2 separate regions of the Mus musculus genome follow, and region 2 is linked to region 1. The links are chromatin contacts, called in public HiChIP or PLAC-seq maps. All regions are on one chromosome and are shown on one strand. The core of a region is the stretch at or near the end of the contact, and the rest is flanking DNA. Distances in the headings are between cores, read along the strand shown.

Region 1 (3,173 bases), core at 188-2,687:
GCCCAAGTCAGAAGCGTGCGAATTGTTATCTCTAGGAGACATGGTCTATGAAAAACCAGCTAGTTTCTGGTTGGTTTCTCTCTCCAGTCACTTCACACTCATCTTCAGGACTGGTGCTGTGCTTGTGAGCTTAGAACAGAACAGTGCTTTCTGTGCACTTCCCGTTTGTCACAAGGAGGAGGAGGGAGGGAGGAGAGACAGAGAGACTGACATAGAGACAGAGGGAAAAACCCCGCATTTCAGAGTCAAAATTCAAAGGACTAGTTAGTTCATCAAGGGCATTCCTAAAGTACACGAGTTCTCCAAACTACTACTGTAGGTGGTGGAGAAAGCAGTGTCTGGCAACTTGTCTCACTTGCCACCACAGCCTTCATTCCTGCGAAGGCGTCAGTCGTTCTCCACCATCAGAGCTAAAGCCAGGGGAGTGAAAGACAAGCTTTGTCTTGTGTTCTTATGTAAGTAGTTCTGACCTCTGAGAGGGACTACCGGAATCTGGAAACTTGCGGTATTTAGAAACTGGGCAATCAGTTACATGAGCAATATAATGTGGTGAGTCCCGGGTCGAACCCGGAGCGCACCAAGAAAGTGTCCTTCCAGCAGCAGGCTGGTCCTCCGGGATGCCCCTGTTAAGTCTTCTCCCTGCCTTTCTGCCCATCGTTGTTTTCAGCCGCTTCCCAGGCAAAGCCTGGTGTCTTTCCTGTGTCTGAGTTGACGCAATTTTCGATTGTGCTTTCGAGCGTTTACGTTGGTTTGCATCATGGTTTTTGTTTGCGGGGGGTGGGGTGGGGTGGGGTGGAGGGGAAGCAATTCTTTTAATTTATTAGGGGACTTCCCTGAATGGCTGTCTTCTGTGTAATCGCATGTTGCCTCGAAGAGGGAAGTCGTATAAACACTTGTTTCTGGGCACTTTCAAAACTGAAAGCAAAGTTGAAGAAGGGTTGCTAGCCGATCCCTGATGTTTCCGATGGCAAGCCCCGCAGCAGCGGCCAGAAGCAGCGAAGGCAGTGATCCGATGCTCCCACTCCCAGCACATCCCCACGGCAGCAGGACCCTGAGGTCCCAGCCCGAGCGCGGGGATCTCTGTAGCGCGCGTTTGAACACAGCCGAATTGGGGGCAGCGGCGGCGGCGGAGGTGCGCGCTGCCCTTAAAAGGAGGCGGGCCGTACCACCGCGGCGCCTGCGGGGGGGTCCCGGCGAGCTCGGGCACCTCGAGGGGAGCCCAGCGCCGCGCACATCGCCCCCGAAGTGCGGGCGAACTGGGAGCCGGGACCCCGCAGCGGGCGGTGCGGACGCACCCCTTGGTCTCTGGTGACCCGACAGTGCCCCGGGGCGGCGGGCATCGCCGCTCCCTGGGCTCCAGGGAGGTGCGGCTCGCCCGGCTGCCCCCGGTGCCCGGATGTCCGTCAGGCTCGGCGCGAGCCGAGGCTCCGGGGGGCGGAGGCGGTGCTGAGGACACAGAGCTGAGGACGCGGCTGCCGAGAGCGCAGAGTCTGCGGGGCAGTATCGCCGACGGCTGCGGCCGACGCTGAGAGCGGCGCGGGCGAGAGAGCCTGCGGGGCGAGCGCGCAGATGGATTTGGGACGCCAGGCAGTGTGAGCCGAGCCATGGCAGCCCATTCCAGGTGAGGCTTGCGCAGGGGGCGTCTGGGACCCGGGAGTGGCCGCGGAGCCCGGGGCAAGGGCGGCGCGGGTGGGAGTGCCGGGGGGGGGGGGCGGGGACCGCAGGAAGCCAGCGGCTGGATCACTGCTATCTCATCCCTGAGTGTCGGGTAGAAAAGTGTGTGAACCGAGTGCAAAGGGACCGCCCGGAAAGTTAAGGTTAAAGATTCCGCTTCTGGCCCGAAGAACTGTTATTTTCGGAAAGTGAAGTTGGTTTCTCTCCTGCCGGAGCCTGGATTTTCACTGAGGTGCCTGTGCACAATCCTCCGGCTCTACTCGTTGCTGGTTTGGCGTCTTCCAAAGAAATTTGGAAGCGCACTTAATGGAAACGAGGATTCTCCCACGAGAGAGTGGTGGAGCCTGGTGAGTAATATAGTTTTTTTTTTTTTTTTTTTTTTTTTTTTTTTTTTTTCCTGCTAGAATGTACGATTCCACATAAAACGGCACAGTCAGAGTGAATCTGCTGAGTAGGCAAAGGCCGGAATGCGCTGGGTTGGTGAAGGGGAGCCTGGCTAATGACCCGCAGTTGCTGTCAGGGGAGTGCCCTGTACTGCAAGGACCGAGTCTTGCCTTCTCCCGGGTTTGAAGGTTTTGAAAGGAGCCTTAAAACTTGGCCGTACACCGGTGCCCAAGATTGAGGCTGTTGGGTGTCATCGCGCTTCGGTCTCTACAGCTGTTGGTTACGGAAAACAGGACCCGTCGAACCTTTTCAAAACTTATGCCAGAAGGCAGTGTGATTGCACAAGTTTACAATTATGGAAATGTTCTTTAGCCTTAATACTTGATTTAGGATAGTGATTTGGTAACATATCTGGACGCTGAGCTGAGGTAATTTTAGTAATTTTAGGTCTAAAGATCATGGAGAACAGTAGATTTGTAAACGTTAGAGACTGAGTAGATAGAACTTGAATTTTTCTAAGAGATAAAACTTCCTAGAAGGAACTTCTCTAAACAGAAAACCTTCTAAGTGTGTCTTACTTTAAAAACAAGTTTAATCCTCTCAACTTGGCTTAGTTGTGTCTTCATCTTATTGAGTGTTGGAAGGAAGGGGTTCCTAACGGGACAGAGGAGTAGGGGAACAGAAGTTGCACCTCAAACTTCTGCTAAATCTTAACTAAAAAGCAACCGTTAGCTTTTAGCACAAACAGAACCTGTAGATTTTCATATTACAGTGACTGCAGATGTCTTCAATCTCTAACGTTTCCCATTTGCTTGAAATTAAGGAACTGTTTGTCGTTCATGGCTAGTAATTAAAATATGTTATAGCTGGATATGGTTGCCCATGCCTTTAATCCCAGCACTTGCCTTTAATCCCAGCACTCAGAAGGCAGAGGCAGGAGGATCTCTGAGTTCTGGGGAAAGCCTTGCTCACCTTTTAATCCCAGCATTCAGAAGGCAGAGGCAGGGCGATCTCTGTGAGTTCTGGGGAAAGCCTGGTCTACAAGGAGAGTTCCAGGACAGCCAGAGCTGTTGTTTGTTACACAGAGAAACAGTCTCAACACCACCAAACCAAAC
Region 2 (3,173 bases), core at 443-2,942, 2.1 Mb after region 1:
TCACAACCATCTGTAAATGGGATCTGATGCTCTCTTCTGGTGTGTCTGAAGACAGCAACAGTGTACTTACATATAATAAATAAATCTTTAAAAAAAGTCTTTATAAAGACGAAAGAGAGAGAGAGAGAGAGAGAGACAGAGACAGAGACAGAGACAGAGACAGAACAGGGTGAGAGGAAGGGGAATACAGGGAGAGGGCAAGGGTCAGGCAGTATCTCTACCTTTTGTTTGTGTTCTATGTTAGGCAGCATTGGACAGATCTACTCAGAGCCTTAATGTGGGAATGACATGACCAGTTGGCATCGGACCCCATTACAGATGGCTGTGAATCTCTTTGTGGTTGTTGGGAATTGAACTCAAGACCTCTGTAGAAGAGCAGTCAGTGATCTTAACCACTGAGGCATCTCTCCAGCCCTGTATAAGCAAGAGTTTTGCAGGGAGACAGTGAGTATCCTAACTCAGGTAGTGGCCACGAAAATGGAAAGGGTGGGGCCGACCTAAGATATCTTAGGTGGGGTAAGCAGATACAAAAGTGTGTGGATTGGAAGTAGGAGGCTGAAAGAGCGGTGAGCTAGTCTCGAGTGGACTGGACCGAGTCAGCCTTCTGGCTGGGATTAGTGGGCGGTTTGCTCACCGCCCCGTGAACAGCCAAGAGAATACACGAGGATAAGCAGGTCTGAGAAGGGAAATTGTGAGTTCAGCTTTCAGCCCAGGTGAACAGAAAACATGTGTGGGAGGGGAGAAGAGAAGGAATTGGGAAAGGGTGGAGAACAGGATGAGTCAGGGAGGGTGGAGGAGGAAGAGATGAGCAGGAGGACACAAAGCCGTGCCCAGATTTGGGGCTACTGTGGTATACCTCCCTGTGCTTCCAGTTTTATTTCCGGCTTCCTCCGAACTGAGTCTAGCAAATTGAGTGCAAAGAATTGATGTCTGGCTTCCTATCTAGGTAACCAATTTGTTGTTAATGCCATTTGCTCTGTGAGGACAGAGAGAAAATTATTTAAAACTGTGGTTCAAGTCCACAAGAGTCTTCCCATAGTGTTCCTGAGTGAATACCTTTGCATCTGCTCCAACACAATTTTAAAAGTGGAATAATCTCTTCCTCCCCCTCCCTCCCTCTCCCCTTCGAGCTGAACGGTGGACTACTTTCTTCCTGCCAAATCTTTCCCATCTGTGAACTTTCACAGTTGCTTTACTACCTTCAACCCAGCAGTGGCTAGCAGCCTGTCTTGGGATAGTCTTATGATCCTGTCCTATTTGGCAATCAGGGTTCCTGTGCACGCCCCACACTTCTGTGTGTCAGAGGAAGGAACTCCATAAGTAGTGAAAAAAATCTCTCCTCCTCACTCCTTCAGCCAACAGTAGCCAAAGGTCGCCATGTCATTTAATGAGTTTCTGCAAGAGAAAGGCACTCCCTCCTGGACCCGGTTGCTCTTGCCAGGCTCCAACATGGCCGGCCAACCGGAGTCCTTCCAGAACATCCCTCTCCAGCCTTCCGCACTCCCGTTTCACCTTCCGTCCCCCGCGATCCCCAGGGTCAGGACCCAGGAGCCTGACAACTGCCTCGCTTCCCGCCCCCCTCGCGAGACCCGCCCACCACCCCGCGTCGGCCAATCGGAGGCGGTGCTGCGACGACTGGCAGGCCCGCCCGACCCCGCCCCCAGCCTCGCTGTGGCCTGCGGCTTCCCGGCTAGTAGCGCCGCTGTCGGTCGCGCGGGCCGGTCGTGTGGACACTGCCGTATCGCGGGCTCTTGCCGCGGGCCACAGCGAGCGCAGCGCGGAGACCGTCAGCCCCGCGGCGTCGAGCATGGACTTCGAGGACGGTGAGCGGCGCGCGGGGCGGGCCGCCGTGGCGGGCGGGCGGGAGGGAGGGCGGCGGGCGGCCTGCGCCGGGGGTCTGTTTACCGCCTCAAGATGGCCGTGTGGCTTTGTTCTGTGGGCCGCGCAGCGACCGCGGGCCCGGCCCGGAGCCCTGTGGTCCGGGAGCCCCACGTGGGGGTGCGGCCGGCCCGGGGCCCTGCTGTCTAGGGGGTCGGCCTAGCTGCGAGCCTCGGGGCCTCGTCCGCGGCCGCCTGCAACTTCCTGGCCTCGCCGAGCGGCGACCGGGCCCACGGGGCCCACGGGGCCCTCGGGGCAGCGACCCGGTGGCGGGTGGAGCCGGTCCTCACCGTGTCGCCCCGGGCTCTGGAATCTTGCTCGACACAGGCTGCCTCGGGCTCGTGCGATGCTTCTCCGTGTGAGAGGAGTATAAAGGGCGTCTCTAGGCGTTCCATCGAGATGGGCTTCGGTTCCCCCAGAACCAGAATCTGCAAGTTATTACCACGTAGCCGACCGAGCTGTCTAATATCTCACCCAGGTTACCTGCTAGTGAATACCGCGTCTGAAACAGCTCCGTGACCCAGTGCATTATCATTATTATTTTTGTTTTTAGGGGTGGTAGTGGTGGGGCTTGTGTATGAATGCTACCTAAGTTAGAATTCTGGCACAGCAAGCCCCAGATGCCCTTCACGTTCAGCTAGATCGGTGCACAGCAGCCCGTGTTGGACTTGCTGGTTAAATAAACCGAATTGTAACGTTGCTTTTCAGCTTTCCCTGGCCGTGAAGTACAGTTAATTTGGTATCTTCAAACCTTGCTCAACTTTTATAGGAATCAGTGTCAAGATAAAGTGATCAACAGTAGTGATAGTGTTAGGGAGCCGAGGAACAGTTTGTAGGATTAAACTGGGTGTAATCTCGAGGAACTAGGTATTTCTAAATAAAACCGGTTCATTTCTTGTGAAGGAAGCCTCTGCCTCCACCAGAAATGGGCTTTGACATTGAATGAGGTGTGCTTTTTTGGCGTAGGTCGTATTGCATGAGCTTTTGATTTTTGATTTGCTACAAGAGGTTGAGGCTGTCAAGTGTAAATATAGGAAAAAGAATCACCCTTTTCGGAGTACTTTTCGGTTGCTTTGAAATATAGTTCAGCTCTTCAGGATAGCATACCGTCCTGCTTGTGCTTCGGGGTTGGACAGTGACTCATTCTGATATAGGTGACTCTAAATTACTACTATGTGCACTAGTCAGAGTTGACATTGAAGAGAAAAAGTATGTTTTAGACCAAAGTTTGATGACACTACCAACCTATGTGGTGTGCCAGAAGTTAACCTTGTAGTGTGTGCAGAGTGGGAGGA

Evidence for each region. HiChIP or PLAC-seq counts read pairs in DNA pulled down with a chosen protein or histone mark.
Region 2: a contact with region 1 is called in an H3K27ac HiChIP or PLAC-seq map of thymic regulatory T cells, with 11 times the contacts expected there. The contact joins the promoter of Zfp326 here to the promoter of Aff1 in region 1. A contact is called at or near these places in 1 of 115 datasets of contacts at active chromatin or transcription factors (thymic regulatory T cells) and 2 of 9 other capture datasets (adipose tissue and liver).

Annotation. Positions count from the first base shown.
Region 1 is chr5:103,752,725-103,755,897 of GRCm38.p6, forward strand. It overlaps Aff1 (AF4/FMR2 family, member 1), which reads left to right and starts at 1,438. Exons shown (of 20, transcript NM_133919.4): 1 at 1,438-1,621. The coding sequence starts at 1,605.
Region 2 is chr5:105,874,876-105,878,048 of GRCm38.p6, forward strand. It overlaps Zfp326 (zinc finger protein 326), which reads left to right and starts at 1,693. Exons shown (of 12, transcript NM_018759.2): 1 at 1,693-1,823. The coding sequence starts at 1,808.